4 separate regions of the Mus musculus genome follow, and regions 1, 2 and 3 are each linked to region 4. The links are chromatin contacts, called in public HiChIP or PLAC-seq and promoter capture Hi-C maps. All regions are on one chromosome and are shown on one strand. Each heading gives the region's core, a stretch centred on a gene start, on an enhancer-like site or on the middle of the called end of the contact. The rest is flanking DNA. Distances are from core to core; before and after follow the strand shown. Region 1 holds the start of Lamc1 (laminin, gamma 1). Region 2 has its middle 35 kb from the start of C230024C17Rik. Region 3 has its middle 18 kb from the start of Gm41974. Region 4 holds the start of Npl (N-acetylneuraminate pyruvate lyase).

The links. HiChIP or PLAC-seq counts read pairs in DNA pulled down with a chosen protein or histone mark. Capture Hi-C pulls out chosen DNA fragments and counts their contacts.
Region 1: a promoter capture Hi-C map of pancreatic islet shows a contact between it and region 4. The contact joins the promoter of Lamc1 here to the promoter of Npl in region 4. A contact is called at or near these places in 2 of 39 promoter capture datasets (cranial neural crest and maxillary cranial neural crest) and 2 of 9 other capture datasets (adipose tissue and pancreatic islet).
Region 2: a contact with region 4 is called in an H3K4me3 HiChIP or PLAC-seq map of embryonic basal ganglia, with 3 times the contacts expected there. The contact joins the enhancer-like site here to the promoter of Npl in region 4. A contact is called at or near these places in 1 of 39 promoter capture datasets (neural stem cells), 2 of 15 datasets of contacts at CTCF or cohesin (CD8 T cells and pro-B cells), 8 of 484 Hi-C or Micro-C datasets (bone marrow-derived macrophages, cerebral cortex, embryonic fibroblasts and 4 more), 20 of 115 datasets of contacts at active chromatin or transcription factors (the HPC-7 cell line, SST interneurons, bone marrow-derived macrophages and 14 more) and 3 of 9 other capture datasets (adipose tissue, liver and macrophages).
Region 3: an H3K4me3 HiChIP or PLAC-seq map of bone marrow-derived macrophages shows a contact between it and region 4, with 2.9 times the contacts expected there. The contact joins the enhancer-like site here to the promoter of Npl in region 4. A contact is called at or near these places in 4 of 39 promoter capture datasets (the C10 cell line, cranial neural crest, maxillary cranial neural crest and 1 more), 1 of 15 datasets of contacts at CTCF or cohesin (CD8 T cells), 9 of 484 Hi-C or Micro-C datasets (Th1 cells, bone marrow-derived macrophages, embryonic stem cells and 5 more), 22 of 115 datasets of contacts at active chromatin or transcription factors (the HPC-7 cell line, bone marrow-derived macrophages, craniofacial prominence and 16 more) and 4 of 9 other capture datasets (adipose tissue, bone marrow-derived macrophages, liver and 1 more).

Annotation. Positions count from the first base shown.
Region 1 is chr1:153,330,902-153,338,476 of GRCm38.p6, reverse strand. It overlaps Lamc1 (laminin, gamma 1), which reads left to right and starts at 5,691. Exons shown (of 28, transcript NM_010683.2): 1 at 5,691-6,349. The coding sequence starts at 5,938.
Region 2 is chr1:153,699,050-153,706,034 of GRCm38.p6, reverse strand. No RefSeq gene overlaps it. Among named protein-coding and RNA genes, the nearest start is that of C230024C17Rik, 35 kb to the left of the region's middle. Within about 2 kb of position 2,759, at least 87 of the 459 cell types and tissues checked have an H3K27ac peak or open chromatin away from gene starts, as enhancers often do. A contact at or near this core is called in the HPC-7 cell line, cerebral cortex, embryonic basal ganglia and 8 more, where this site is marked.
Region 3 is chr1:153,764,417-153,771,438 of GRCm38.p6, reverse strand. It overlaps a transcript of Rnasel not described here. Among named protein-coding and RNA genes, the nearest start is that of Gm41974, 18 kb to the left of the region's middle. Within about 2 kb of position 3,973, at least 44 of the 459 cell types and tissues checked have an H3K27ac peak or open chromatin away from gene starts, as enhancers often do. A contact at or near this core is called in the HPC-7 cell line, adipose tissue, bone marrow-derived macrophages and 2 more, where this site is marked.
Region 4 is chr1:153,546,983-153,554,267 of GRCm38.p6, reverse strand. It overlaps Npl (N-acetylneuraminate pyruvate lyase), which reads left to right and starts at 4,554. Exons shown (of 12, transcript NM_028749.1): 1 at 4,554-4,620.

The DNA.
Region 1 (7,575 bases), core at 4,442-6,941, 220 kb after region 4:
GTGAGTCCCTTTTTAAAAACAACATGTAAAAAGCAGGGGCTGGAGAGATGGCTCAGTGGTTAAGAGCACTAACTGCTCTTCCAAAGGTCCTGAGTTCAGTTCCCAGCAACTACATCGTGGCTCACAACCATCTGTAATGGACTCCGATGCCCTATTCTGGTGTGTCTGAAGACAACTATGGTGTAGTCATACAATAAAATAAATAAATAAATAAATCTTTAAAAAATTATATGCTTGTATCAAAATGCTCTTACAATACAGTACCATATGTAATGAATAGACACAGCAATTTTTTTTAACAGATTGAAAAAAATAAAATAAAATCTCTTTCGGAAAGTAAAAGAATATTTTGGAATTTGTTTTGAAGGCCAGTATAATGATGTTATTAGATCCTGAGCTGTATTGTGTGTGTGTGTGTGTGTGTGTGTGTGTGTGTGTGTGTGTGTGTGTGTGTGCGTGCGTATGTATCCCAGAGGACAACACTCAGGAGCTGGGTCTCTCCTCTTACCATGGATTCAGACTCAAATTGCCAGGCTTTCTCTGCAAAGGGTTCTACCCACTCATCCATCTGGCTGACCCTCTCTTTGAGGTTTGTTTGTTTGTTTCATGTAGTCCAGGCTGGCCTTGAACTCCTTATGTAGCTAAAGATGATTTTGGATTCCTGATCCTTCTGATTCTATCTTCCAAGTTTTGAGACGATAAACATGCATCCCCCACATCTTATATTTCTTTGAAGCAGTCTTACTCTCGGACAGATAGAGCTGGAATGCACTCTATAGCCCAGGCTGGTTTCAACTCAGAGTGATCTTTCTGCCTTGGCTTCCCATGTGTTGGGACTACAAGTGTATGTTACCTACCACACCTGGCTTACCATGTTAGTAATAATGATCCACATGTTTGGGATATTCCAGATTTCTACCATGAAACCATGTTATCTGCATAAAAATGATAATAATTTTTTTAAAATTATGGGACACAATTCACATCAGGTTAATATACTAATAAACCTCTGGAGAGGTAAAATTATTATTTTTGGAGTGGTAAGTTTTTGGGTTTGGGTGAGGATGGGTTTTGCTATTAGGGTCTGCAATGTCTTCCTTTTTATTGCATTTATATACTGTAATAAATGTTGTTTTGACTCTTATGTTGATGTGTTCATTTTTCTCCTTTGTAAAACTAGAAGCACAATTTTAGGCAGCCAGAATTTGGTACATAGGGCTGGATGGGATTGAAAAAACTCTGCCTCATGCAAGAAGAATCTTGTTCTTTACCTGAGTCACACAGGGCCTCTCGTAATGCTCGGATTTGTACTAAGGACACAGGCAGACTCTCTAAGCCTAAACTATCCCCTTCGTGTGTAGATACTGTAACTTTGAAGAAGGAAATTCTAACTCTTTTTCAGTATCACTTTAATTCCCCTCTAATTTTAAACTCCTGTTTGACAACCTGACAAACCTTGGCTGTGTAAAACAGGGCTTCGTTTACCCTCGTTCTTCTTATGACCTTTATACAACGGAAGGAGACCTTTGTGCACAGAGAGCCAGAAGGCAGCCTTTTGTCCTTGTTTTGCTTCCTACATGGGATCAGAGTTTACTAATCTTGTGGCTTAGTTTCTTCCATGCTAAAGAGGCAATAGCATCCTGTGTTTCAGAGAAACTTTCTAAAATGCAAATAATATACAATTATAGGCTAAGATTGTCATATTATTAATTAATAGTAGGTGTTATTTATGGATAACACTTCTAAATATAAGGAACAAAGCAGATAGTCCTTATGTCCTTATGTCTGGAGATAAATAGACTCAAAAATGAGACCAGAAAGCCTGAATAATGGCAAAGCAAACACATCAGTAATTATACCTATTACACCTACCTTGGAGTGTCAACCTCACAAAGGTGCAACCTTGAAAGGCCAACACAAACTTTAAAATTCTTTCTAATTATATAACATGCTGTCTAGACCCTTAGGTAGTGGACATCTGTTGATGACCAGGTATACTTCGGTAGGGGTAGGCATGCCTACAGATTCACAGGTTAGTGACCAAGGCAGTGAACATCCTACCTTGAAAGTTATTCAGATATATCCTGAAAGGACACATCTCTTAGGTTTTGGAGAGTTAACTGGGATATAAAGGGTCTTTGGGGGCGGGGTATCGTGCTCATATGGTCAAATGGCTTGTTTCCTTCTGCCTTGCTACATAGAGGCACTGCTGACTGGGCATTAAGAGAATCTTTTCAGGAACCTGAACTTAAATTTCCTTTCATGTCTGTTCAATGGAGCTTCAAAGTAGTTAAAAATGTGTGAATAAAAGGAAAAGGCTCTGGAATTTTTTGACCAAAAAAACCAAAGCAAATGAGAAAAAGAAGGAGGAGGAGGAGGAGGAGGAGGAGGAGGAGGAAGAGGAGGAGGAAGAGGAGGAGAAGGAGAGGAGGAGAAGAAGAAGGAGGGAAAAAGAATGTGGAGATGAGGAAGAAGGTGACAAGGAAGAGGAGGAAGAAAGGAAGGAAGGAAGAAGAAAGAAGAAAACTGTGTAATCTACAGTAAATCTTATATACTCTTTCAAGGGGGCAGGTGCAGAAGATAGGGTCTCACTGGTCTGGAGCAGAGGTTCCCCTTGCCTTGCACACAGTAGATGTTGGGATCGCACTCTGGTGAGGTGCATCACCCTGATTTCTCTTCCTTTCTTTTTGTTTATTGTTTTGTTTTGGTTTTGGTTTTTCGAGACAGGGTTTCTCTGTGTAGCCCTGGCTGTCCTGGAACTCACGTTGTAGACCAGGCTGGCCTCGAACCCGGAAATCCGCCTGCCTCTGCCTCCCGAGTGCTGGGGTTTATTTTACGAATACACTGTAGCTGTCTTCAGACACACCAGAAGAGGACATCGGTCTCCATTACAGATGGTTGTAAGCCATCATGTGGTTGCTGGGAATTGAACTCAGGACCTCTGGAAGAGCGGTCAGTCCTCTTAACCATTGGGCCATCTCTCCAGCCCTGGTTTATTTTCTTATTGTAAAATAGCAGGTTTATTTGGAATTGTGATGCCTCCAGGAACTTCAAATACTTTGTTACCATCCAACATCCAGTGTTCAGATCTCCCCACCTGTTTTTGAAATTGTGTTAGAAAGTCTTTGGTGTGCCTGAATCAACACTCAGAAAATGATGACTAGCATGGTGAATCATGCCTACGGGTCTCAGCACTGGGGATGCTGAGGCAGGAGGACTGGTGTGGGATCCAGGCCAGCCTGGACTACTGAGTGAAACTGTTTCATCTCCTCTCTCTCCACTCCTCATCCATACTATGAAACAAATCTTCATCATCAAGCGTATTGGCTGGATACAATTTATTGCTTTAAAAAAACCCAATACTTTCTTGTTATTTTAACATATTCCAGGGAGCAATAGGATTTAGTGGTTGATTCAAGGTTCCTTCATGTGCTTTACAAATGGCACGTGAAGGTCTTGTGATGAAATTACAGAGGAAAGTACCATAAATAGCAGCTTGGAGTTAACTTTGGACCTCAGAAACCAAAAGAAAACAATGTAAAGGACACACACTAGTTTGTTTAGCATGTTTGCACTGAGACATCATTCCCTCCAGGGTTATGTGACTAGAGTGATTTTGTTTCAGCCACCTAAAAAAACTGGTTCTCAGCCTTCCTAACACTGTGACCCTTTAACATAGTTCTTCACACTGTGGAGACCCCCAACAATGAAATCATCTTCAATGCTATTTCATAACTGTAATTTTCTAGTTATGGGCAGTATGTAAATATCTCTGTTTTCCAATGGTCTTTACATAATGCCTGTGAAAGGGTCATTAGACCCCTGCTAAGGGTCATGACTGGCAGGTTGAGAACCATTGATTTAAAATATTATAGCTCCCATGTTTCTTTCTCCAAAGGGTTACAAGGAGTAAAGAGTTAGAGACCCTTAGCATACCTAATCTCCATCATCTCATCCAATAAGTCAGGTGGATGCATTCCCGAGTAATTCCAGTATTAAAAGCTCTCTGAACAGTATCCTTTACCCATCATAAATAGTCCATTATGCTTGGGCCCTCTTAATTAGGGCTTGTGGCTCTAACACTGACCCTAACGATCATTACCTAGTTATTGTTATATTTCATCATTTCATATGCCCACTACCCCATCTTAAAACTCACATTTATTTATTTATGTGTCATATCATCACACACACACACACACACACACACACACACACACACACACACACACACACACACACGCACACGCGCGCGCGCCCACAAGTCTCATGGTGCAGGTGTGGAAATCAGAATGTGGTTCCTGGAGATTGAACTCAGGTCACCAAGCTTGGTGGCAGGTGCTTTTACCCACTGGGCCATCTTGTAGCTATCAGTATCATTATCTTAAAAAGACTACTGATCCGGAGCTTACACTTTGCTGGTCTGCTTTGCATCTTGGGTTGGGATTAGCACAGTGTGCTGCCAAGCCCGGCTCTCAGCTGGTTCATTTTTACAGCACCCTCCCTTCCCCTGTCTGCTGGTCCTATCAGCACTGCAGGTAGTTCTGATCTGAGACTAAAACGCATGATCTTTTGGCTCGGGCTCTGGGAACTGAGTCATTCTGGCACTGACAATATTCTGTGACTCAGCAGGTCCGAAGAGGAGGATGTCAGAATCCAGATAATTTCGAGTCTTTTAAAGGCAAGCTAGGACACACAAACAACAGAGTGGAAGAATTTCAAAGCAGGTCTGCGTATCCAGGGGAAAATGTCATTCCATTCCCAGCCTTCTCACTTCCTTCCTTGCCCGGTTAAATGACAGTCACATTTTAATTTAGAGCAAGGAAATCACAAAATTGACTCTGAAGCTGAGATCGAGCCCTGTGTTCCACAGGGATCCAGTCCCTTGGACACCTCGGGATCTCTCCCCTCAGCGTGGGCAGGGCTTGCCCCGGGATACAGGAGGCAATGCCCGGGACGGCTGGGGAGGGCGAGGTCACGCAGGCCACCGCACCGTTGCGCTGTGTTCAGGCTCCAGAGTCAGGTAGTGGCTGAGCTATACCGTAAGGACTGACATCTGGTTGGGCCAGGGTCCAAGTCCTCATGAAGTCAAAAACACAGATTCCGGGCCACCTCACCCACCTGCGTCTCCCTTTAAGAACCTCCTCTTAGCCTCATACCCTCCAGGGCAAGATCCTCTAAGGTACAAGACCTGGATGAGGGTTCCCAACCCACCGAAGCCCCTACCCTCCCAGCATGCACTGCCCAGCACCCCACACCCCACGCCCCGCCCTCCTTCCCTCACTCACGCTCCCTCTCCGCCCACCTTGGGCCCCTCCCTCTTACCCCCTCGCCCAGCCCACCTCTAGTCACGCCCATCCAGAAGTCCTCCCACTTGACCCCTTGCCTCTTCCATCTCGCGCCCCCCTCCCTTTTGCTGCCGGTCCCGCCCTCCTCGCACCCCACCCTCCTACTCCACCGCCCCGCCCACCTCGCGCCCGGTCCTCTGGCTCCCGCCCCTCCCATCTCGCTTCTCTGGCCCACCGCCCTCCAGGCCGCCCCCGCCGCCGCCGGGAGTCGCTGGGGAGGACGCGTAGGGCGGGGAGCAGCTCCTGGCCCGCGTGAGCTGCCGAGGAGGCCGGCCTTGGGTTTTCTCCACCGCCAGATCCCACCCCGCCGGGCAGACCCCACCCCCTTCTCCTTCCTCCTGGGGCGCGCTCTCGAGTGCGCGCTCGGAAGTCGGGGGTCGGCGCACAGTGCAGGCTGCGCACCGGGAGGTAGCGGAGGCAGCGCGATCTTGGCTCGGACGCCCACCCATCGGCTCTGCGTCCGGCTCTCGGCCTCCAGCCCGGTCCACAGCCCGGCCTCGGCCCGCAGCGGAGGATCGGCCTCGGGATACGCCGCTAGGCGAGTGCAGCGCGGCACCCCAGCCTTTGCCGAGGGCCCGCGCGCAGCGGGATGACGGGCGGCGGGCGGGCCGCGCTGGCCCTGCAGCCCCGGGGGCGGCTGTGGCCGCTGTTGGCTGTGCTGGCGGCTGTGGCGGGCTGTGTCCGGGCGGCCATGGACGAGTGCGCGGATGAGGGCGGGCGGCCGCAGCGCTGCATGCCGGAGTTTGTTAATGCCGCCTTCAATGTGACCGTGGTGGCTACCAACACGTGTGGGACTCCGCCCGAGGAGTACTGCGTGCAGACTGGGGTGACCGGAGTCACTAAGTCCTGTCACCTGTGCGACGCCGGCCAGCAGCACCTGCAACACGGGGCAGCCTTCCTGACCGACTACAACAACCAGGCCGACACCACCTGGTGGCAAAGCCAGACTATGCTGGCCGGGGTGCAGTACCCCAACTCCATCAACCTCACGCTGCACCTGGGTAAGCGATGACAGCCCCGTCCCCACTACTCGCTCACGGTCCAGCTCCGGGGCCGCATCCATGGAGCCGCTGGTCCGGCCTGAGGGGCCTGTCCAGCCGCGTGCTGACGGTCTGTTCTCCAGCGTGGGCCACACACAGAAATTCCTTTCTCCAACTTCTAAAATTCATCTCGCTTTGAACATCCGGTGAGGGCCACCATGTCCCACGCTAGCATCTCTCTCTTTTTTTCTTACTCTTTCTAGTCCAACCGGATTCTCGTTCCGTTGATTCTTTTCTATTTCAGCAGTTAGGATTTTGGACCAACACCCCCCCACCCCCTTTTGCACCCTGAGGCGCTAATGAAACACTCATCCTGGCAGGACAGGACTATCACATAGCATGCTTACATTAGAGTCTTGAAGGTCCACTTTCAAACACTTGTCTTTAAAATGTTTGTCTGTCTCCAGGGTTGAGAATGATTGCTCTTAGTTTTGATAGGGGAATTTGAGGGGAGCAAATGCCTTTGCCGCCGGTATTTCTATGTGTAATTAAAGTGGAAGTTCACTTTTAAAGTTACTGTTCTTCAGAGCTGTTCAGCCTTAATTAGGAGCTGTTTCACTGCTAATCCTAGTTGGGAGAAAACAGAAAGGTAATGAAGACACTCTCTGTAATTGAGGGCAGTTTTGTTCCGGTGTAAAAAGCTCCAAGGCTCTCCTGGATAGTCTTCCCTTTTGCTTTGATCCGAAGCAAGTGTGGAGACAAGCATGCTTTAGAATCCAGGAGAGGGCTGAAGTAGGAGACTTCATGGCAGAGCCGTGGATGAGCAAGGCTGTGATTATCTGAACGGATCAAAGTTCCTGCTTCACCTGGAGATGTTTTCTTTACTTTTGAGACAGACAAGAGAGCAGAAAAATTTTCATTGCTGTGTTCAGTTGTGCAACATTAAGTGTGAAAAACTGATTGTTGCCCTGGGATATTTGAGAGGGATATTTTGTAGGCAGATAGTCCCCTGATCGTGGTTTCAGGGTTTTCTTTCCACTGCTCTTCATTATATTATATTATATTATATTATATTATATTATATTATATTATATTATATTATCAGGGAATTTTCTTCAGAGAAAGACTATGACTTAGAGAAAGTGCCTTGAAAGTGTAAATGACTGTGTGTGGAGGAAGTTTTAGGAGAGCAGTGTTACTGCCTCTGTAGTAGATGCTGCCTTTTTCTTTGTAGACGAGTCACCAGG
Region 2 (6,985 bases), core at 1,510-4,009, 150 kb before region 4:
CAGTGACACACCTACTCCAACAAAGCCACCCCTTCTAATAGTGCTACTCCCTGGGCCAAACATATTCAAACCACCATACACACATATCTAGAGGGGTTTAGAGTGTCACTGTTATCTGTTTTTTACAGCTGCATGATATTCCTGTAAAGGTATTAATCTCTCTTATAAGAAGTCTGTTTAAAATGTCCAGTCCTTTAATTATCAACAGTGTTGCTGCTGATGTTTGGTGGCAAGCATATATAAGAGTACTTCTGAAGTTACCAGCTCCACTTAGCAAATGAGGAAATGGAGTCTCAGAGAGATTCCTGAAAGTTCTCAGTAACACATAGCAAGCAAGCAGTCAGAATTAGGATAGCCACATAGAATAAAGTTGAGAAAAAGTAGAGGGCAGGGATTGGGGGCAATCAGAATAATGAGGAGACCTTCACCCAGCACAGTCTTATCTTGAAAAGAACTCTTATTTGCTGGCATGATGAGCTCTTTGTATGCCTGTTTAATGTGCCTTGGTCTATACTGGTCTGGAAACCCTGGTGTGGTCCAGATGAAGAGCCGTGTGGCCCTTTAATCTGCAGGGCTGAGCTCTGCATTGAGAAGGCTGTCTTCTGGGCATCATAAGCGATCATCTCTCAGGGTACTGCCTTCTTCCCTCCCTCAGAACAGATGAGACTCTCCCATACTTCCCTGGCAGGTGTCCCTCCCCCAGGGTAGGTTGACCCAGAGTCAAAGCCTCCTTAGTTGCTCCTGCTTTGCCTAGTTACATCCACACCCAACCAATCCACAGGCTAATCAGGGTGAGGCCACCCACAGAGCCATTTAACTGCCCAGGAGTGAGTGCAAGACCATGCCCTGGGCGCATGCAACAGGAAGGGAAAACAAGACCACAGCTGCACCGTGATGTCAGGGATGGGGCAGATGGGCATTCAAATAAAAATTAGAATTACCAGGCCCTAGGCAGACCAGCTGTTGCTGCACCGTGGCTGACAGACTTCCTGCAGAGTCTATACAGTCCCTCCAAAGAAAGTCCCTGAGACTTAGGCAGGAGTCTCACTTTTTCCCAAGGTCACTGATGAGCGCTCATAGGCTAAATCTTCCAGGGGAATTTACTACAGCAGTGGTTCTCAACCTTCCTAAAGCTGCGACCCTTTAGTACAGTTCCTCATGTTGTGGTGACCCCCAACCACAAAATTATTCTCATTGCTACTCTTGTAACTGTAATTTTGCTACTGTTATAAATCGTAATGTAAATATGTTTGGAGCTAGAGGTTTGTCAAAGGGCTCCCAACCCACAGGTGGAAGAGCCTCTGTGCTAAAGATTTAAATTGAGGTTAGAGGGAAAAGTGCAGGGGTCAGTTTGAAAAACCTAGTGTTGAAGCCCCACAGGTGGAGAGTGAGGGATCTCGTCTTTGTGTAGGAAAAGCTTTCCTCGGTCTACTTACCATCATCATGAGAACTAGGATGGGAATCACGTAGCCAGCCAGGGTCCTGAACAAGAGGACTGCCAGATGAGAGGTATCAGCTTTGACTCACTCCCTCTAAGACTTCAGACTCCAGGTAAAGAGAGCGACAAGAACTGAAGAGCTTAAGAGCTTAGTTTTCTCACACAGGAGGTGCTCTAGAGAGGCCTGAGGCTAGGCTGGGAGCCAGGGCACCACAGACGCAGACAGAGTCTGCCACCCCAGCTGCTACTCATCAGCATACTCGGTTAACCCTTCAGAGCCCAGGGATCATCACACCTACTGCAGCGAAGATGAAAGGAGATGCGAGTCACAGCATCCCCTACACGAATGTGTGCCCCCCTTTTCTCATTGACCTCTCTATGGGGTTTATAGTAAGTGCTACTTCTGTGCTTCTGATCTATTCCGTTCTTCTCTGCATGGGTGGTGGATGTACATGAAATTTCTTCTACGGCTCTAGAGAACATCTCCAGACTCTTCCAATCCACCCCCAACTTATGCTCACAAGCAGGCACCTAAAGGTCCTTGGCTTTGCCCAGCCACCTTATAAGGATAGGTTGTTATGCCCTATGAATGGGACCGGATAGCAATCTAAGAGGCTGAGGTCCCTTCAAAGTGGCCAGGCTTCTCTGGCTTCTGTCCAGCCTGGAATGCTTCGTTCTGACCCTGAACACTGTAGAGAACAGGGGCAGGTGCCAGGGAGACAAAAAAGGCCCTCAGGGACAGGACGGACAGCTGTCAAGATCCTAAGTGGGGCAGGGGCGGGAGGGGAGCAGTACGAGGACTTTAGATGAGGGGAGCAGGGGAGCCGACCAAAAACAGCACACTGGGCTCACCTCACCTCGAGAAGCTAATGACCCCGACAGCGGGCACTGAACATGTCATGGCGCTTCTCCTGTGTCCTTTATTTCAGAATCCAGGCTTCCAGCTTCCACTCAAAAGAGGGATTAGCCCAAGCCAGTGAACAAGTGGCCAACAGCTGCTCCCTCAACAAAGCGAGCCTGTTTCTGTGGCTGCAGATGCCAGTCCCTCTGTGTGAGAACACTTCCTCCCCGCCTGAGTCAAGTCCCTCTGCAGAGCTGCCTGCAGAAAAGGCCATTTAGCAGTGTGAGGAACAAGGGTCCGACAGCTCTCCTGTACCTCCCCCCAACACACACACACACACACACACACACACACACACACACACACACACACACACACCTATTCTTTGAGGTTGCTTCAGCTCAGGCATGGCAGCCCCTGAATCAGGTATGCAAGGCTATTTGCTCCTGATTGCTTCAGGGTTGGGTCCTCCCTGAGCCTGTCCCTCTCCTTCTTTTACCCAGGCCAAGGCCACAGGGAAAGCAAAAGAGCTGCTGAGTAATTGTCCACAGTCACCTCCCCAGGGATCATTCCCCCACCTCGCAGTAAGAGTTTCCCATGATCCACACAGACCGGACCGAGATGTGAACGTGATCATGATACACAAGCTCCCGGAAGCCTAGCATCCCAGCCCCTCACCCCAGTTCTCTGCCATCTCCTGGGAGACTCTGCCAATCGTCAATGATCCTTACACACTAGCTACAACTGGCCTAACAATACCCTCACTGGGAAAACCCCAACACATTCATTTTTAGAACATGCGGTGGAAAGCATTTCCTTTCGAATCCCAGCAAACCTACACATCACTATTGTGAGTTGGAAGTGACTCCATCCCCATTCATCCCTGAGCAGTTTACACTGGGGAGTGGGGGTACTCAGAGTATGAACATCCACCTGTGCTACCCCAGAGCCTACAAGCCAAAAGCATTGCTCGATTCCTGCCATTAGGTAAGGGCATGCTGTCAGTGCCTGATCAGATCTGATGCAAGGAGGTTGTTTTGGGTTTTTTTTTGTTTTTTTTTTTTTCCTCTGCCAACTCAAACATCCAGTTAATCTGTTTGCATTTGGGGTGGTGATTTGAGGAGCTAAGTGACAAGCAGATAGTCCTGGCATATCTACCTTGCATTTAACACAGTACCCTCTTAGGCGAGAAGCGTTGTTTACAAGCTAACAGAGGCTCTGTTTTTCTGCAAGCATTCACCCACCTCAGCTGACTAACTGCCAACTGATCCCAGATAATGTTAAGGGACTGAATATTAAGATAGCCTCACACCGGGGCCAGGGTTGCCAACGCTTAGAGCTATAATTTTTTAAGCACTTCCCCAATACCGAGTCCTGCTCCATGTGGTTTCAATAAATTACCCATAATCCTTGTGGCTACCCTGCCAGGAAATGTACTGACTGGGCCCCTTTTGCTAATAAGCAAAGCAAGACCTGGAGAGGCTCCTTCTCCAGGGTCCCAGACAACACCGGTGTCCAGGCCCCTGCCTCTGTGGATCAGAATCCTACGTGCTCTCCCACCAGTGACCTCTGGGAAGAGGCAGCCCCTGTTCATGCCCATGATGCTAGTATTAGTGCCTGCCGAATGGAGTCGGAGGGAGATAGCATTGAGGTCCACACACTGGGGACATGCCTTCCCACGGCAGATGAGGGAGATGGAGCCATATGTCCTTAGTCTGGGGACTGGGCTGTGGTTCAGCAACCCTAAAAGGAATGTTGTATCCTTGATGTGCCCTTGTGGAGGACAGACTGAAGGACTAGGGGAGACAGTATGAAGGGCAGGACTGACACAAATCAAACTGAGTGACTGCATCTGTAGACTCATTGCCAGGGAACAGCCTTCACACAACTGGCCAATCTAACCCCAGGTAGGTTCTGCAGTACATCTTTTCAACCATGGTTGTTTTCTATCAGGATTCAAGACTTCTGAGTGAGCAAAGGTCAGAAAAGTGTCCCCCATCTCTACTCTAGTCAGTGTACACTTGTTGGTCCCATCCCAGGACAGTTTAGTTCTAGTACTCCAAGTTCCTTCCAGTACCAGCTCCACCCACTTCATCCCCTAGAACCTCCTGTCCACAGCACAGTAGACTCTGGGATGTTGACTCTGGATTTAGAGTGCCAGGATTCTAAACTCCACTTCTGCCAGCCTCGCCCCATGTGACATTGGGGATATCATATAATCCATCTGTGCTTTCATTTCCTCTTGTGTTCTTGGTGATAACAGCAGCATTTACCTTATAATGGGCTGATTCCTAACCCCTAGTACCTCAGAAGTTGGAGACAGGATTTTAAAGAGGATGACGCTGAAGTTATGCAAGAAGGACATATCTGTCCATTAGGACAGCTGTCATTAGGAAAAGGGAAGAGACTCTAGGAGTTCCTTGGCTCTTCTGAGGACTTTCCACATAGCAAGCGTAGGCACCTACCAAATGAACATAAGTGGCTCCGTACTTCAAGCAGGAAAAATAGAATCCAGTGCTTGGAAGTCAAGAGCCATCCAGAAGGTGCTGTACAGAGTCACCGTTGAGTCTCTGGTCTGTCAAGATCTGAATCCCCTTCTTTCCCCATCAACTATCCCTGCACAGAGCCAGCCCCTGTAGGTGCTCATACGGCTGCTTTCAGTGCCTGAAGGAGAAGGACTAGGGACATGACGTGCTGAAGCCTGCAGTTCAGGGATGTATATTCCCAGTAGCAAGCAAAGAGCCATCACCAAGTCTAGGGACGATGCCTCATTGAAAACCAGCCGAGGAGGGCCTTGATCTTGAACGTTTAGCTCCAGAGTCATGAGACAATAAAGTTCTGTTGTCTTGGTCATGTGTGTGGAACTGACTTCCTCCTTCACATAGGTTCTGTGGGTAAATCTCAGGCTGCTGGGCTTGCAGAGCAATTGCCTTTATTTCCTGTGCCGTCTCACTAGACACGGTTCTCTCTCATAGTCATGCAAGAAGCAAATGAGTTCCGAAAAGAGGAAAGCACTAACTTGTTTTGACCGTCCTAGGAAACTAATGCCCCATCCCATAGGACTGTCACAGGGATCTGGCTAGACAGAGTCTCAGCTGCTCAACTAAGCCTCTGACTCCCAACTGTTTCTTTTCTTTCTTCCTGCTCATAAGTGCACAGCTGCCCACATTCACCCGGCAGATGCCAATGCTTATAAACCAAGGAGAGTCACTGTAAGAGCCAAGGAAGTTCACGAGATCCCAGGTTTTAGAGGTCTTGCCTCCACCCCTAAATTATACTAGCGTCTCAGCCGTACACAGTGCCTCCCCAAAGCATTTGTGGGTTCAACATTCTTTTAGTAAATATTTAGGGAGCTAAATAAGGAATGAGGAAGACACAGTCTCTTCTCTTGGGAGTTTAGTGTAGCAAAGAAGAGAAGGCATACTGATTGTATAATAGCATTGGCTTTCTGAGGGTTTCTTTTATTGTTATTTATTTCTGCAGCATCACAGGCACATCCGCCATGTGTTTGGAAGCCAAAGGACAACTTTGTGGAGGTGGCTTCCTCCTTCCACCTTTACATGGATTTGGGGGATAGAACTCAGCCTGCCAGGCTTGCACACCAGTCGCCTTTACATCCTCCGCTCTCTCACTGGTCATGGTTCATCTTTCACAGTCATGCAAGAAGCAAGCGAGTTACAAAAGGAGAAACCTAACTGCACTTAACACGCATTTGCACTCATGAGTGTAGCAGCACTCAGATACAAAAGTAGGCTCTACACCAAGTAACCATTAAAGGAAGGAATGGAGAGCCAGGCAGAGGGCCCTGTTACCCCACCCAAGGAGCAGAAGAGCACAGGTAGGGCAGTTTGTGAAGCTTTACAGAGGAAGTTGTTGGTAACCAGAAGTCCTATCACACCCCATCCTCAGAAGGAAGAAAAGGAAGCAGAGACAGTGCTAACTACTTATTGATCACAGCAAACCCTAGTACTGGCTCTGTTAACATCTCAGTTTTACAGATGGGAATTCCCCCCAAACTCATATACCTTGCAAGAGTTAAAACTGGAATTCCAACCCAGATGTTTTTAGTGTCAGATTCCAAATCCCTTAGAGCCTGTAGCTGTGACCCTATCAAAGACAGCTCTTGGATTGTGGCCTTTCCTGTCTAGCTGTGACCTGGGCTGTGAACTTAGATGCCCTTCTGTGCCACGGGGTGAGGCATGGACTGGTGGGATGTGTATCCTTTTATAAAAAGAGACTGAGAGTTCCTTATTTTCCTTCTATTATTGCAGCTCAGAAGTATGACCTAGAGTTTGGCCAGACAGGAGGTGGCACAACAAAAATACAGATCTATTGTGCATAAGCAATCCTGTCTATGGTGTTTTGTTATAGCGGCTCCACAGTAAGGACAGGCCCAACCTAACAGCTTCCCACAGGAGCCTTTGCCTCTGGCAGTGACTCTTTCTTAGTAGATGTAGGACTTATTTTTTTTCCTGTGTGTTAGGAAACTCTAGGTGTAGCCCCAAGTCTCTTACATCTGCCAGAGCTTTTCTCAGAGTTCAGGAGAGCACTCAGACACAAAAGCCAGTTCCACACTAAGTTACCATTAAGGGAAGGAGTTGAAAGCCAGCCAGAAGTTCCGGTTGCCCCATCCAAAGAGTGAAAGACCACGGGAAGGGAAATTTATGAAGCTTTATAGAGGAAATTGTTAGTAACCAGGAGCCCCA
Region 3 (7,022 bases), core at 2,724-5,223, 220 kb before region 4:
AAGGAAAGTTGCCATGAGGCCTGGTCTTCTGCCTCCTCTCCTCTCCTCCCTGTGATCTTCCTAAAGTGTGAGTGTAATCACATCCATGCTAAAGACCCTTCTGGAATTCTCCCTGTTGCTCTCAGATGAAACCCAAAGTCTCTTTCACAGTATCAAAAGCCATAAAGGACCTGGCTCCTACCTCCATCATCTACCACACTAGTCTCCAGGCAGTCCAAACTGCTTCCATCATAAACCTTCTGCCTCAAAGGCACCCACCTTTTTCTACGCAGGCAATTTGACTACTCAATAATCATTTCTTGGCACAGAAATGATTATTTCTGGCATCATTAGCTGACTCACTCTTGGATCTCCAGCCAGCCTACCCCTCAACTCTTGATATGTTCCAAATGGCCTTTGCCCTTAACCATCTAGTAGGAAGATCACATTTAGCAATCCCCAGTGGATGTCCTGGTCTTTCCTCTACACCTACTCTTCCAACATCATTTCCATGCAGTTTTACCACAGTCCCCTTCCTCTCATCCCTCAGGCCAGAATGCCTATAACTGTCCCACACTCCTGCCGGCCTTTCCTCCACCAGCAAATCCTACTGATGCCTCCTTCCAAACACACCCATAGTATAACTGCTTGCAGTCACCATTTCTCTCATCCAGAGACAGCAAACAAACCCTCTACATGAACCAACTAACATCTCGAATGGACCTTTCTGTTTCCAGACCTGCCCGCTGCAGTCTGCTCGAAGTGAAGCAGAAGCCGGAGTCATCCCCTTACAGTTTCTATGTCGGGCTGCTCCCTGCCTACAGTCCTCCAAGAATTCATAGGTTCCAGTTTCCTTTCCTCCCTGCTGTGGGCCCCTCTTAGATATCCTCAGTGTTTGCTATTCCATGAGCAGGTCAGGTATGAACTTTGAACTTGCTCTTTGATCCCTTCGCTAATCTCTGTGTCTGATTCTCTTGCTTTCTTTGGGTGTTCAGTTAACTAATTCCCTATGCTGCAGCTCAGCTACCTGCCATATTAATTCTCACTTGCCCTGGCTACCCAACCCCTTTCTACTCTGATTACACTTTCTTCCTGCACAATATACCCACCTAGTAAACTGTATCTTTACTAGCATGTCTCTATACCATATCTTTACCACCTCTATCCCTGCCCCACACCTAGCCAGATTTTTCGAGGTCAGGGAGCAGAACCTGTGGTATATCTAGTATTTGTAAACCAAGGGCAGCATAGCCGTCTGTAGATGATTCATGATGTGTACTTTCTGGGCTACCCAGCCACTGAGGCCCACACATACCGGAAGCAAACCTTCCAGGGGGGTGAATCATTATCACTGGGTCTCTGTTTAAAAGAGCAAACAAAATACTAATTGCCTCAATGTTATATACCAGAAGGGGAGGGGGGAACAGTGTGGGACCGTGAAAGACAGCCTGTTTTGGTTGAATGAGGCTTGCTCTGGTGACCCAGTAGAGACCCAGTAGGACACTCTACAAGGGACAGAACAGTGAACCACGTTCCCAGAGACAGGTGCCTGACACCACAGAGCCACCAACTCCATAATTCGGTGACTATAAGTCACGCAGACAATGTCCTGAGCTTCTGGCATTCTGGCTAGACTCCACCCACACAGTTACCTGACTATAGCCAGGTATGCTCCTCCCCACAGCTATCCTGCAAAAGCAAGGTAGCCCAGCCCACTATAAAAGGAAAGGGGCCGCTTGGCCCCTCCTCTCTCTCTTTAAACTCTCACCTTTCTTACTCTCATCACTAGCCCTCCTTATCTCTCTCTCCCTTCCCCCCTCTCTCCACGTGGTCATGGCCCGCCCCTCTCTTTCTTTCTACCTTCTCTCTTTCTTCCTGTCTTTCTACAATAAAGCTCTAAAGCCATAGACTGTCTCTGCTCATCAAAGCCTGCCATGCTTGAATGATGGGATAGGCTTTTCCCCTAAGGAGCAGCATCTAACCTCCCGCTGGAAGGCCTGCCTGCGCTCTGGACCAAGGACTCTCGCCAGCGTGAGGAGCACCCAACATCCCCTCTCTCCCTGCCCTCTCCTCCCTTCAGCCCCAGGGCTGGCCAAGCCTCCCCCAGGGTCCCCATTTTGTTCTCAGCTCTTCTGCTGTGTCCATCACTGTCTGGGATGCCCGGGACTGAGAACCTATTATCTCTGGCTTCTGTGAGGCCCAAAGACCAAGGACTGCCCCTTGTCCACCCTCCGCGGGCTGGGTCCACAGCCAGACACCCACCTGGTGCTTCATGGAAAGTGTGTGGGCAGTCCTCCAAATCCACCTGCCCAGAGCACGGGAACTCTGGCAGAGCGAGGGTTTTCTCCCACTCCCTTTATTGCCCCCATGCCCACTGCCGTGCAGAACAGCACACACTTGAAACTCAAAGAAAAGAGAGCTTTTCCAGGAAATGGAACATGAAAAATCTCTACACTTCTTGTAGGTTGGTGCTCTCCCTACTGTAGCTTCCAAATCCCCTAGGGGCTCGTGGCTTCAATGTTAAAAGTGTGATGGCTAACACAGCTCCAGTGTGATTTTTGATGCCTTAAGGATAAAAATAAACATTGTTTGCATATTGTTGCCAATGGTTTTCTAGTGTCTCAGAACAACCCAGTTCCTTGTTTCTTCTTCCCAACCTGTTCAGCACCCCTGTCAGAGTATCTCATGTTCTTAGTCTGAGCATGCAGACCCTAGGGTGGCCGGAAACTGCAAGCATGGTTTGTAGAAATGAGACGCTGCACCATTTTCTTTTCCTGTAACATTTATTTCCTGGGAGAGAAAAGAGGAAGTTCGTAAACATACGGAGCAGCTGTGTTGTGGGCTAAGTGCTTGGCTTTGTTACTTTGGTAAAAAGGTTAAAAGATTCCTACAGCCTGAGAAGCCAGAGTACATATCAGTTTAGGCTGCTGTAATAAAACACTTTAGATGGCGTGGCTGAAGCAGACTACAGTCCTTTCAGTTTTAGAGGTTGAAAGTCTGTTTGTTTGTTTTTTGTTTTGTTTTGTTTTGTTTTTCCAGACAGGGTTTCTCTATGTAGCCTTGGCTGTCCTGGAACTCACCCTGTAGACCAGGCTGGCCTCAAACTCAGAAACCCACCTGCCTCTGCCTCCCAAGTGCTGGGATTAAAGGTGTGCGCCACCACACCCAGAGGTTGAAAGTCTACGATGAACTTGCTGGCCATTTCATTCTCCTTGTGGTATACAAGTAGTTGTCTTCATTCTGTATGTCTTTCTGGCAAGGAGAGGTAAAAGACGGTCTTTGGTATGAGGTAGGTCACAAAATCCCATCATAAGGAGCCCACCCTGAGACCTCTTCCAACCCTAATTGCTATCCAAATGCCTCATCTCCAAACACCATCTGATTTAGGGACTTCATACTTCATTCAGTCCATAGCAGTGATGTGGAATGGCAATAAGTAGGCTGAAGAAATGGCTTGGTATGTAGAGCCCTTGAACATAAGTGTGAGGACATAAGTTCAAATTCCTAGACCCTATGGAAAGTCAAATGTAGTAGCATGTGTCTATGATCCCAGCACTTCTGTGGCAAGATGGGACAGAAAAAGGAGAGTTCACACAAGCTTGGGGGATAGCTAGCCTTGGATGCGCAAAAGTGAACAAAGCACCCTATCAAACAATGTTGAAGGTAAGGGCCAACCTCCTAGGCAGTCCTCTGACCTATACACAAACACACTGTGACATACAGATACCCGCAACTCATATAAGTGCACGTGTGCGCGCACACACACACACAGAAAGGCAGTGGTGTCCAGACAACCAGGCTGCTGTTGTCCAGCTATTTCCTCTGAATTAAGAGGAAAAACACTTTAAGAATTCAGAAAGTTATGGGATTTAGGAGCCTTTTCCTATGGTCATGTATCTGGGGTATATAATAGGCATTTGTTCCTGTCTGTCCAGGAAAAGTCACCAAACAGCTGCTGAGGAGAGGAACTGAGAAAAGTCCTCACACATCTGAACAATGACCAGTGACCAGTTCCACATTTACACATTTGCAATTCCAGAAAGACAACCGTCTAAGACCTCACTAGATTGGATGTCCATCCTGACATTTCTGTTTACAAAGGATGTATCCTAGCAAAGGATGTATCTGCTCAAAGGATGGCACCCTAGCAACTTCAAGAACATCAGTTGTCTCTTCTACATAACAGGAATGATAACATCTTCTGGCACAGTCATGGGCATCTTTGTAGATCACACACAAAATCTCGGGCCATTAGAAAACAAAAGATTAGAAAGTGGTAGCTTTATTACTTTCACTCTCATCCATGCTGTCTGTCTTGTATGTTCCTAACATGTACTGACACCTCTTCATGGCAAGGCCAACTACACCTTGCTTAACACAGTATCTAATGTGTTCCATGTCCAACAAAACATCTGTAATGGTGATTACTGAATGAAAAATATCTATCAAATGGAATGGAATGGAAATAAAGAATGCATGGTGTGTGTGTGTGTGTGTGTGTGTGTGTGTGTGTGTGTCTGTGTGTGTGTCTGTGTGTGTGTGTCTGTGTGTGTCTGTGTGTGTGAATACAGGTGGGTATGTGTCATGGCATGGGTATGAAGGTCACGGACAACTTCAAATATCAGTCCTCACCTCCCATCTCATTTCAGACAAAGGTTCTGTTTTACTTTTAGCTTTGAATACAAAATCAGTTGTCCCACAAGCCTCTGGGGAGTCTCCTGTCTCCACCTCCCATCTCCTTGTAAGGGTGTAGGGATCACAGACGTTTGCCCTACGTTTGTGGCTCTTTCATGAGCTCTGAAAACTGAACTTAAATCCCCACGCATGCACAACTGTTGTGGATGGCCCTGGTGCTGTTTGTATTTTGATGCTAATTTCTTTTCCCCAAGAGGGGCTGCCTAGGGAGAGGAGTGACTCTGGTACTCAGGTGACTTCATGTGAACCTTCCCCTAATGAATAAAGATTTCAAGGAACCAACCACTGGGCGAGTAGGCGGGACTTCCGGGTCAGGGAACTGGACAGCAGAGGAAGAGAGGAGAGTTGCCTGGGAGACTGGGAGAGTTTGGAGGACAAAATATAGCTAGCAAGAGGCCCCTGGTTTAGATGGCTGATCCGCCAGGATTCACCAACGGAGGAGTTATATTTAGAATAGCTTACAACATTAGAATGCTAATTGCTGCACCCAGCAATTGTGTTGCCATTTGATTCTAAACTAAGATTGTGTGGTGTTTTCCTTCATGCAGCCACTCAACTGAATTCCAGAGAAATGTAGTGTCGAGACACCCCAGCCAGCCATGGGAATTTGGAAACATGGGGCTGACATGGCAACAGCTGGCCCTAGGAACCTAGAGATTTCAGAGCTCTGAAACAGAGGGTCTGCCAGGGTGAGACCAGCCAGCCAGACTGCTGGTGCCCTACTGGTTCCTTGCCGGTGCCTTGCCGGCGGTAGTGTGGGTGCTTTTAAATACTTCACACTACACACAACAAACACTTTGACCAACTGAATCATGTTCCCAGCCTGTCCTTTTCACATTTTTAAAGAACGAGGCTGAAGAGATGTCTCCGTGTGTAGAACCTTACCTTCTACACTGTTTAACAGTACGTGTTTTTCGCTTCTGGACACTCTGGGCTAGCCAACGTCCAAGCCTGTGGAAACATAGAAGCTGAGATTACAGACGTATGCTACTAAACACACCCTTCCTTAAAATGTACGCTGGATTTGTTTATCATTTCTAGACATTTTCTGCCAGTCTTTGGCATTTCTTATTACATCATCTGTAAATGGGGATAACCTAGCTCCTCTTCCTATCTGCATCCCGTGATTTTCTCCACTTCCCTCACTGTTCCGGCTAGTGCTTTGAACACAGTATTGGGTAGGAATGAAGATAGTGAGCAGCCCTGTCTCCTACCTACGTCAATGGGACTGCTTTAAGCTTTTCTCTATTTAGGATGGTGTTGCATGTGGGTTTCTCTAGATAGCCTTTATTATGTTGAGATTTGTCCCCTCTGAAAGTTACATGTAGTTCCCTATATTCTCTGGGACTTTTATCATGCATGCATGTTGGATTTTGTCAAAAACTTTCTCTGCATCTGTTGAGATGACCAGGCGATTTTTTTTTTGTCTTTAAGTCTATTTATATGGTTTATTGCATTTATTGACTTACATATGTTGAACCATCCCTGCATTATGGGAATAAATCCAAGACAGTCATAGTGGAAACTCATTTAGATATGTCTCCGTTTGCAAGTATGTCACTGAGGATTTTTGAGTTTGCGTTGATCTTAGTTGATATTAGTGTCATGTTCTTCTTTTGTTGTTTCATTTACCTGGTTTTGGTTTTAGAGTGATATTAGCTTAAATGGAAGGACTTTTGGAGTGCCTCTTCTGTCACCAGGAATATTGTATTGCTATGCATATGTCCTTATATACTCATGACCTCTTTTTCATCTATTGATAAATAAATCAATTAATCATTAATTGATATACATTTGATATATAATTGATATATATTGATATTGATAATTAATATATCCATCAATGAAAAGAGGACATGAATTTAAGAGCAAGGAGGGATATATGGAGGGGTTTGAAGGAGGTAAGGGAAGAAGAAAACAATGTAGCCATATCTCAAAAAAAAAAAAAACTTATGTCAAGCACTATTTGGAAAGATTTCTTCCTGTGCTTTTGGCAGTGTGGGGCATTCTGGGAGAGCTGTATGACTAAATGATCTAAAGAATATTTAAAACTCTATTGTCCCAAAAGTAGATTTCTATCCTTAAGCATAAAAAGTAGTTGTAAAGGATAATGTGTCTCTTATGAAAACGAAGTCCACTCCATTTTCAGCAGAGCCAGGAGAAGGCTTTGGGCGTGTCTGTCCAGCTCTCCACTTAGAGTTCCTACTTGGAGCTTCATTTATGTAGTGCACGGGATAGAAACGATAGCTTTTCTCTAACACATTCAATAGGTGGCGCTTAGAAATTTCACCCACATAACTTCTTGAAAGCCTACAAACTGAAACTGGTAAGTAAAATGGTTTCACACA
Region 4 (7,285 bases), core at 3,305-5,804:
TCTCTCTCTCTCTCACACACACACACACACACACACACACACACACACCATATACACTCCTTTTACTCACAGGTACATACTCTCCATACACACCTCACAATCTTTCTTCACTCACTCTTCACATTCTCTCTCTCTCTCTCTCTCTCCCTCTCTCTCTCTCTCTCTCTTTTCTCCTCACACTCTCACATTCTCTCTCACTCTACCTCTACCTCTACCTCACATACACCTCATGTGCACCTCACTCTCTCCACTCACTCTCTAGCCTTTCTCTTGCCCCAATCTTTTATTGATACTCCAAAAGCAGGTTAAAAAACAGAGAGATGTATAACCATTACCAAATCAAACAAAAAAGAATAACCACAGCCGGGCGTGGTGGCGCATGCCTTTAATCCCAGCACTCGGGAGGCAGAGGCAGGTGGATTTCTGAGTTTGAGGCCAGCCTGGTCTACAAAGTGAGTTCCAGGACAGCCAGGGCTATACAGAGAAACCCTGTCTCAAAAAAACCAAAAAAAAAAAAAAAAAAAAAAAAAAAGAATAACCACATGCCACAAAGAATCCAGAATTACAGTTGTTTGTTCCCCAAAGTTTCAAGCTTCCCCTATTCCCAGGCCTGTGGCCAAAATAATAATCATTGCAAACATATTATTATTTAAACTTTAACTTTTGACTTATTATACCTCAGAACTCAGAGCTCCGAGGTCAGCTGCTTGAATTTTCTTGTGAAGCTCTAATGATAAATGACATGGGCAAAGCAGAAAGAATGCCGGAAAGAATCAAGGTAACCCTTAACTCAGTAGTTCCCCTAGTTCTGCTTCTGCACATAGCACACAATGACTCTCCTGAGAGTCCCAGTGTTCTGACTTAGTTTTACTAGTATATAATTTTATGCATTCTATACTTGCTTATCCAGGAACCACTCTTAAATGTTGTACAAAACTTATTTCATAACTTCAATAGTTTTTTTTTTCCTTTCTTAGGGTCCCAATGTTGGCTCTATTTCATTTTCTTCAAATAATTTCTTCCAACTTTCTTTGCAAGTCAAGCATTAATCTGGAACTACCATTGTGCAGTTACTACTTTGTTTCCAAGATAAGAACACACAGCATGCACCTAGGCCATCAGGACTGTGCTGGGCTGTGCCCCATGCCTCAATCTTTAATTGTTTAAGAATCATTACATCAAGGAACATCTAGTTTCACAGAATTCACCAAAGCAGAAGGAGAAAGAAGTAGGAAAGTCAGACATAATAGAATAATCAGGCACACCAAGGCCAACTGAAAAGCAGTCATGCACAAATGAAATCTATACAGCCATTGTCCAGGGTTAAGATTGGGAGAAATGGAAACAACTATTTTTAACAAAGAGCTGCCTTGGGCTACTGAGATGTCTCCATTCCAGCCTACTGCAGGCAGTCCCTGTCATAGTATGCTGTCGCCAGCAAGTTCCTGCCTCCAGGTGCCTGCCTTGAGTTTCTACTTTGGCTTCCCCCAATGGGATGTGAGCTGAGATATGTAAGCCAAAGAAAGCCTTTCGTCCCCAAGTCGCTTTTGGTCATAGTATTTTATCCCAGCAATGGAACCCCTCACTAAGGCAGCACATAGCTGGGCATGATGGTGCATGCTTTTAGTCCCAGCACTAGGGAAGCAGCGGCAAGAGGATGTCTCAGTTCAAGGCTAGCTTGGTCTAGCTAAAGAGTTCCAGGGCAGCCTGAACTACATAGAGACCCTGTGTCCAAAAACAAAATAAACAAATAACAACAACAACAACAACAAAGACAACACACAAAACAATGGATTCCATCATGACATTTTCATAGACTTGTTTGTTTGTTTGTTTGTTTGTTTGTTTGTTTTTGTTTTGTTTTGTTTTTCAAGACAGGATTTCTCCTCTGTGTAGCCCTGGCTGTCCTGGAACTCACTCTGTAGGCCAGGCTAGTCTCAAACTCAGAAATCTGCCTGCCCCTGTCTCCCAAGTGCTGGGATTAAAGGTAACATTTTCATGCATATGCAACATTATACTTTGTTGATAATTCCCCACACACATATTACTTTAACCCCCACCCCACTGGTCCCTCTCCTCTCAGATAGTCCCCTTATACTATTAGATCTCAATTCCTCATGTGAAGGATATTTTCCTTTGTCCTCCCTCCTTACTTTCTCTTGCTCCCTTCTCCTCCCACTCCCTTTGAACCCCTTCCTTCCCCTCCATAATCCCCCTCCACTTCCATGTCATAGAAAGGCATGTATATACATGTGTGTGTATTAGAATGCAGATAGATAGATAGATAGATACATACATACATACATACATATATACATACACAGATATATAGATAGATACATAGAAAAATAGATAAATAGATACATACATACATATATAGATACATAGATAGGTACATGGATAGATAGATGGATACATACATACATACATACATACATACATACATACATACATTAGATGGGTACATAGAAAGATAGATAGATAGATAGATAGATAGATAGATAGATAGATAGATAGATAGATAGATAGATAGATAGATAGACAGACAGATTCTGCACATTAAAGGAAATGTGTCTTTGTGAATCTGGTTTATTTCTTTTAACCTGATGATCTCCAGTTCTACCCATTTTCCCATAAATGCCATAATCTCATCCTTCTTTGTGGCTGAATAAAGGCATCACTTTCCCCCCATTCACCTGTCTAGACTGTTTCCATAGCTTGGCTATCATGAATTGCTGAGCAGTCCTGTGAGTATGTGAGTATATATGTCTCTCTGGTACATTCCCATGAATGGTACAATTGAATCACATGGTAGGTTTTGTTTGTTTGCTTTTCAGGGGGAATGCAACCAGGTCTTACATAACCTAGGCTGGCCTCAAACTCATGTTCCTACTTCTCCCTACCAATCACTGGGATTACAGACATGCAGTTCCACACCTGTGTGGTATTCTGTATTTAGTTTACTGAGGAACTACCATAATGATTTCCACAGTGGCTGTACCAGGATCATTCTCTTAATACATCCCCAATGGCATTTGGGGGGGGGGGGTTATCTCCTTTCAGATAACACTAGTTTTGTGTGTCAAGTTAACCTAAAACTAGTGAGAACACAGCCTTATACATTAAGAGCCCTCCTCTCCCGACCCCACCCCTTTTTGATGGGTCTCACTGTGTAGCTCAGGCTTCATGACTCTCTTTGTGAGTGGATATTTCCATTCCCAACATTCACAGGGTAACTTACAACTGTCTGTAACTCCAGTACCAGGGTACCTAGTGCCCTCTTCTGGCCTCTATGGGCACTGCATGCATGTTGTGTACAGAGATAACTATACCCACAAAATAAAATAAAGTTTAAACTTTTAAAATTAAAACGGGGGGGGGGGGGGAGAGGGAGAGAGAGAACGAAAGAGATGCACACAGGCATACAAACAACCACAATGGAGTCCAGAGCACTTTGCAAGCTAGAAAGAAAACATATTTTCCCTAAATAAAATAATAAGCATCAAGCCAGGCATGGTGGTGTACGCCTTTAATTCCAGGATAAGACTGATAAGACCGATAAGACTGTGAGAACCTGACTGAAGCCTGAAGTGCTGAGTCTTCAAGGTGAATGAAGGGTGTGGGCACCTCTTCTGGCAGATGGAAATCAACCTCACCTCCTGGGGACAGACTACCCACCCATCTTGTTGATAAATTGACTATGCCAATAAATTAATATGGATCACTCTCAAAAAAGAAAAATACTTGTTTCACTTTCAAAAGTCTTTCTTTTCTTTTTCTTTCTTTCTTTCTTTCTTTTTTTTTTTTTTTTTTTTTTCCCTAGACATGGTTTCTCTGTGTAGCCTGGCTGTCCTGGAACTCACTCTGTAGACCAGGCTGGCCTCGAACTCAGAAATCCACCTGCCTCTGCCTCCACCTCCCGAGTGCTGGGATTAAAGGTGTGCGCCACCACTGCCCAGCTTCTTTTTTCTTTTGTTTTTTGTTTGTTTGTTTTGTTTTGTTTTTTGGTTTTGGTTTTTCTGTATAGCCCTGGCTGTCCTGAACTCACTCTGTAGACCAGGCTGGCCTTGAACCCAGAAATCCTCCTGTCTCTGCCTCCCAAGTGCTGGGATTAAAGGAGCGCACAACCACCTGTGGCCTGTAATCCACTCTTAAAATCTTCTCACTTCTCCCTTTTCCTACAAGGCAATGGGCAGGACTGGAGCAGTAGTGTCAGTCTAGAGAGCCAAGTGGCTGCTAGGCAGCCACCACTGTATCACAACATCTCACATCCAATGCAAACAAGACTTGGCACTTGCAGGACTTGAACAGGAGGAGAACTCCCGGACTCAGAATAATAAGGACAGTGGGTATCCAAGAGGTGCAGGAGCTACGAGTCTTTCACAAAATAGGCTGTGGCCACACCCAAGAAGGAGCAACTAGTGCAGTCTCGGGATTCCAGCCGGTGAAGCAGCTCCCCGGCCCGACGTGGAACTACAACCCCCAGGCTCCCCGCGCGGCCCCACGTGGTCCCGCAGCCCCTGAGTTAAAAGCGCAACCGCGCTGCTCAGAGGAGATCGCGTCTCCAGTGCACAGCAGCCTAGGTGAGCGCGGCGCCACCGAGCAGAGGAGTGAAGTCAGGTACGCTGGGCAGGGTAGCTTTGGGACTGAGGGCGACCCTGCCGCCTGGGGCCAGTGACACTCGGGGATTCTTTGCAGACCCGCGTAGCCTGGCCTCCGGGAACCCTTGTCAGAATCGGTCTCTTAAGCCTTTGAGCAGAAGGGAATTTAGCCGTTAGCTCTAATACACCTATCTCTTATAGAAGAGGTTGCTTGTATTTCATGTTTTGTGTTTTTTCAATATCTCATTTCTAGTTTGCCAAGTATTTCTCAAGTCATTCTCCTTGTTCGGAACTACATCACTTCCCCCTCCTCCCTTTTAAAACTTGGCGGTTTTAAATTTAAGCCAACTTTTGTCTGTAATTTGGCATTCCTTCACATGGATGAGGTCTCCAGGGATCTACCCTCTCCCCGGCGTTTCAACAAGAACATCCCAAGCTCACTTTAAGTCATGGGTGCGAGAGCACTGTGATTATTTGCTCTTAATTCAAATATGAAATATTTCAAAGCATAATATTCCCAAGTTGATCTTGTATCTCAAACTGGCCGCAGACTCTGAGCCTCCTGCCTCCAAGGGGCTTGCAGTGTTGAACAGAAATGAGCTTCTATCCTGCTTATAACGCTGGGATTTTTAATGAAAAGTAACAGTTCAGGAGGAAATCTGAAGTTAAACAATTTCCTATTTGGAGGATCAAGAAATCCTCTTTTCTCTTCTCTTTTCTGTGACTAGGTATCTCTATGATGTAGCCCTGGCTGTCCTGAAACTACAAGTAGACCAGGCTGGCCTTGCTCACGGATCTAATGTTGGGATCAAAGATGTGTGTTGCCATGCTCTGCTGAATCCTCTGGGTTTTGTTGTTTTGATGATTTTGTTTGTTTGTTTTTCGAGACAGGGTTTCTCTGTATAGCCCTGGCTATCCTGGAATTCACTCTGTAGACCAGGCTGGCCTCGAACTCAGAAATCCACCTGCCTCTGCCTCCCGAGTGCTGGGATTAAAGGCGTGCGCCACCATGCCCGGCTTGTTTTGATGTCCTTGAAACTGGGTCTTAAGTAACTCAGGCTGGTCTCCGCTGTCAGCCTGTGGTCAGCCACAGATGGGTTTGAACTCCCAACCCTCCTGCCTCCACCTCCCAGATGCTGGTCTTCAGATGCATAGCAATTCCTTGACTCTTAGAGTGAGTTTGAAAAGTGAGCTACACTGAAGGGATTGAAGTGGGAGACAGATGCTCTGAAGCAAAGATAAGCCACGGGGGAAACAGGCAGTGGCCTCGGGAATGTTTTTGAACAGTGGAGCTGGTACACTGTAGGCATAAAGAAACCTTCCCAGCTGGGCAGTGGTGGCGCATGCCTATAATCCCAGCACTCGGGAGGCAGAGGCAGGCGAATTTCTGAGTTCGAGGCCAGCCTGGTCTACAGAGTGAGTTCCAGGACAGCCAAGGCTAGACAGAGAAACCCTGGAGGCATAAAGAAACCTTCCCAGCAGGCCAGGAAGTTGATGTCATCTGACTAGGATAGAGACAAGATTAGAAATGTGGGTGTTCTGGGGGTGTTACAGTGACTGCCAGCCCCCCTCCTTTTCTCTCACAGGCCCTATGTTTTTAGCTCAAACTGCATCTAAGTGGTGATTCATTTAATAGCTTTCAAAGATGTATAAGGCTTCCCGATCAGAACTTAAAGATGTTCTTATCAAATATGAAATAAATGCAGCCCGAAGCACAAGAAGATGGGAGTCTGTGTAGCCAGAGCTGACCATTGGTAGGATGCTTAATGCTGATTGCTTCAAGCACTCAGCTTCTTATCATTTTAACCTTCTTGGACCTGGGTCGATGATTACTGACCCAGATAAAAGGTAGCACGGGGTTTGTCATGAGACCGGAAGGAGAGGGGAAGGAGGAAGTTCCAGGTAAGGAGATAACAGAGTTTATGTGACTTGGGACCTCAGTGGGCAAAAGTGCTGAGTGTTGGGGAGGAGGCAGCAGCACAAATGACTGTTCCCATTAATGACAGAACTTCACAGAGAGCACAGCGCATGCGTCCGGCACAGCCATCAAGCGCACTGTGTCAGTTCATTCATTTGACCCTGTAAACACTGTGAGTGGTATCCTCGCTACAGGAGAGAAATGGTGGAGCCAAGATGCAGTCCGACTCTAGGGCTACCCTGTAAGGAAAGGAGAGGACTTGAGGGCTAAGGTGGTAGTTCACTTTAGGTATCTTGGTTTAAGATCGCTGTAGGGATGACAGATGGAGACCTGTAGTGGGCATTTCCACCTGCCTGCTGATCCAGGCTCTCTCCTAGAATGCTCGTTTCCTCTCTATGGGAACTGTGTATTGGGTCTTCCACGTTAGGACGGTCAGGTTCACTCTGCCCGGTGGAAAGCACCATCAGTCCCACATGAGGGAATGAAATGACGCTCCCAGCTGGGCAGTGGTGGCGCATGCCTTTAATCCCAGCACTTGGGAGGTAGAGGCAGGCGGATTTCTGAGTTCAAGGACAGCCTGGTTTACAGAAGTGAGTTCCAGGACAGCCAGAACTATACAGAGAAACCCTGTCTCGAAAAAGCAAAAAAAGAAAGAAAGAAAAAAAGAAATAATGCTCCCTGTGCCAACAGGGCGTATCTGTCAGGGAATTGGCCATCAGCTTCAGTCCGAATGTTTCATTCAGTCACCTATGTAGTCATTACACAT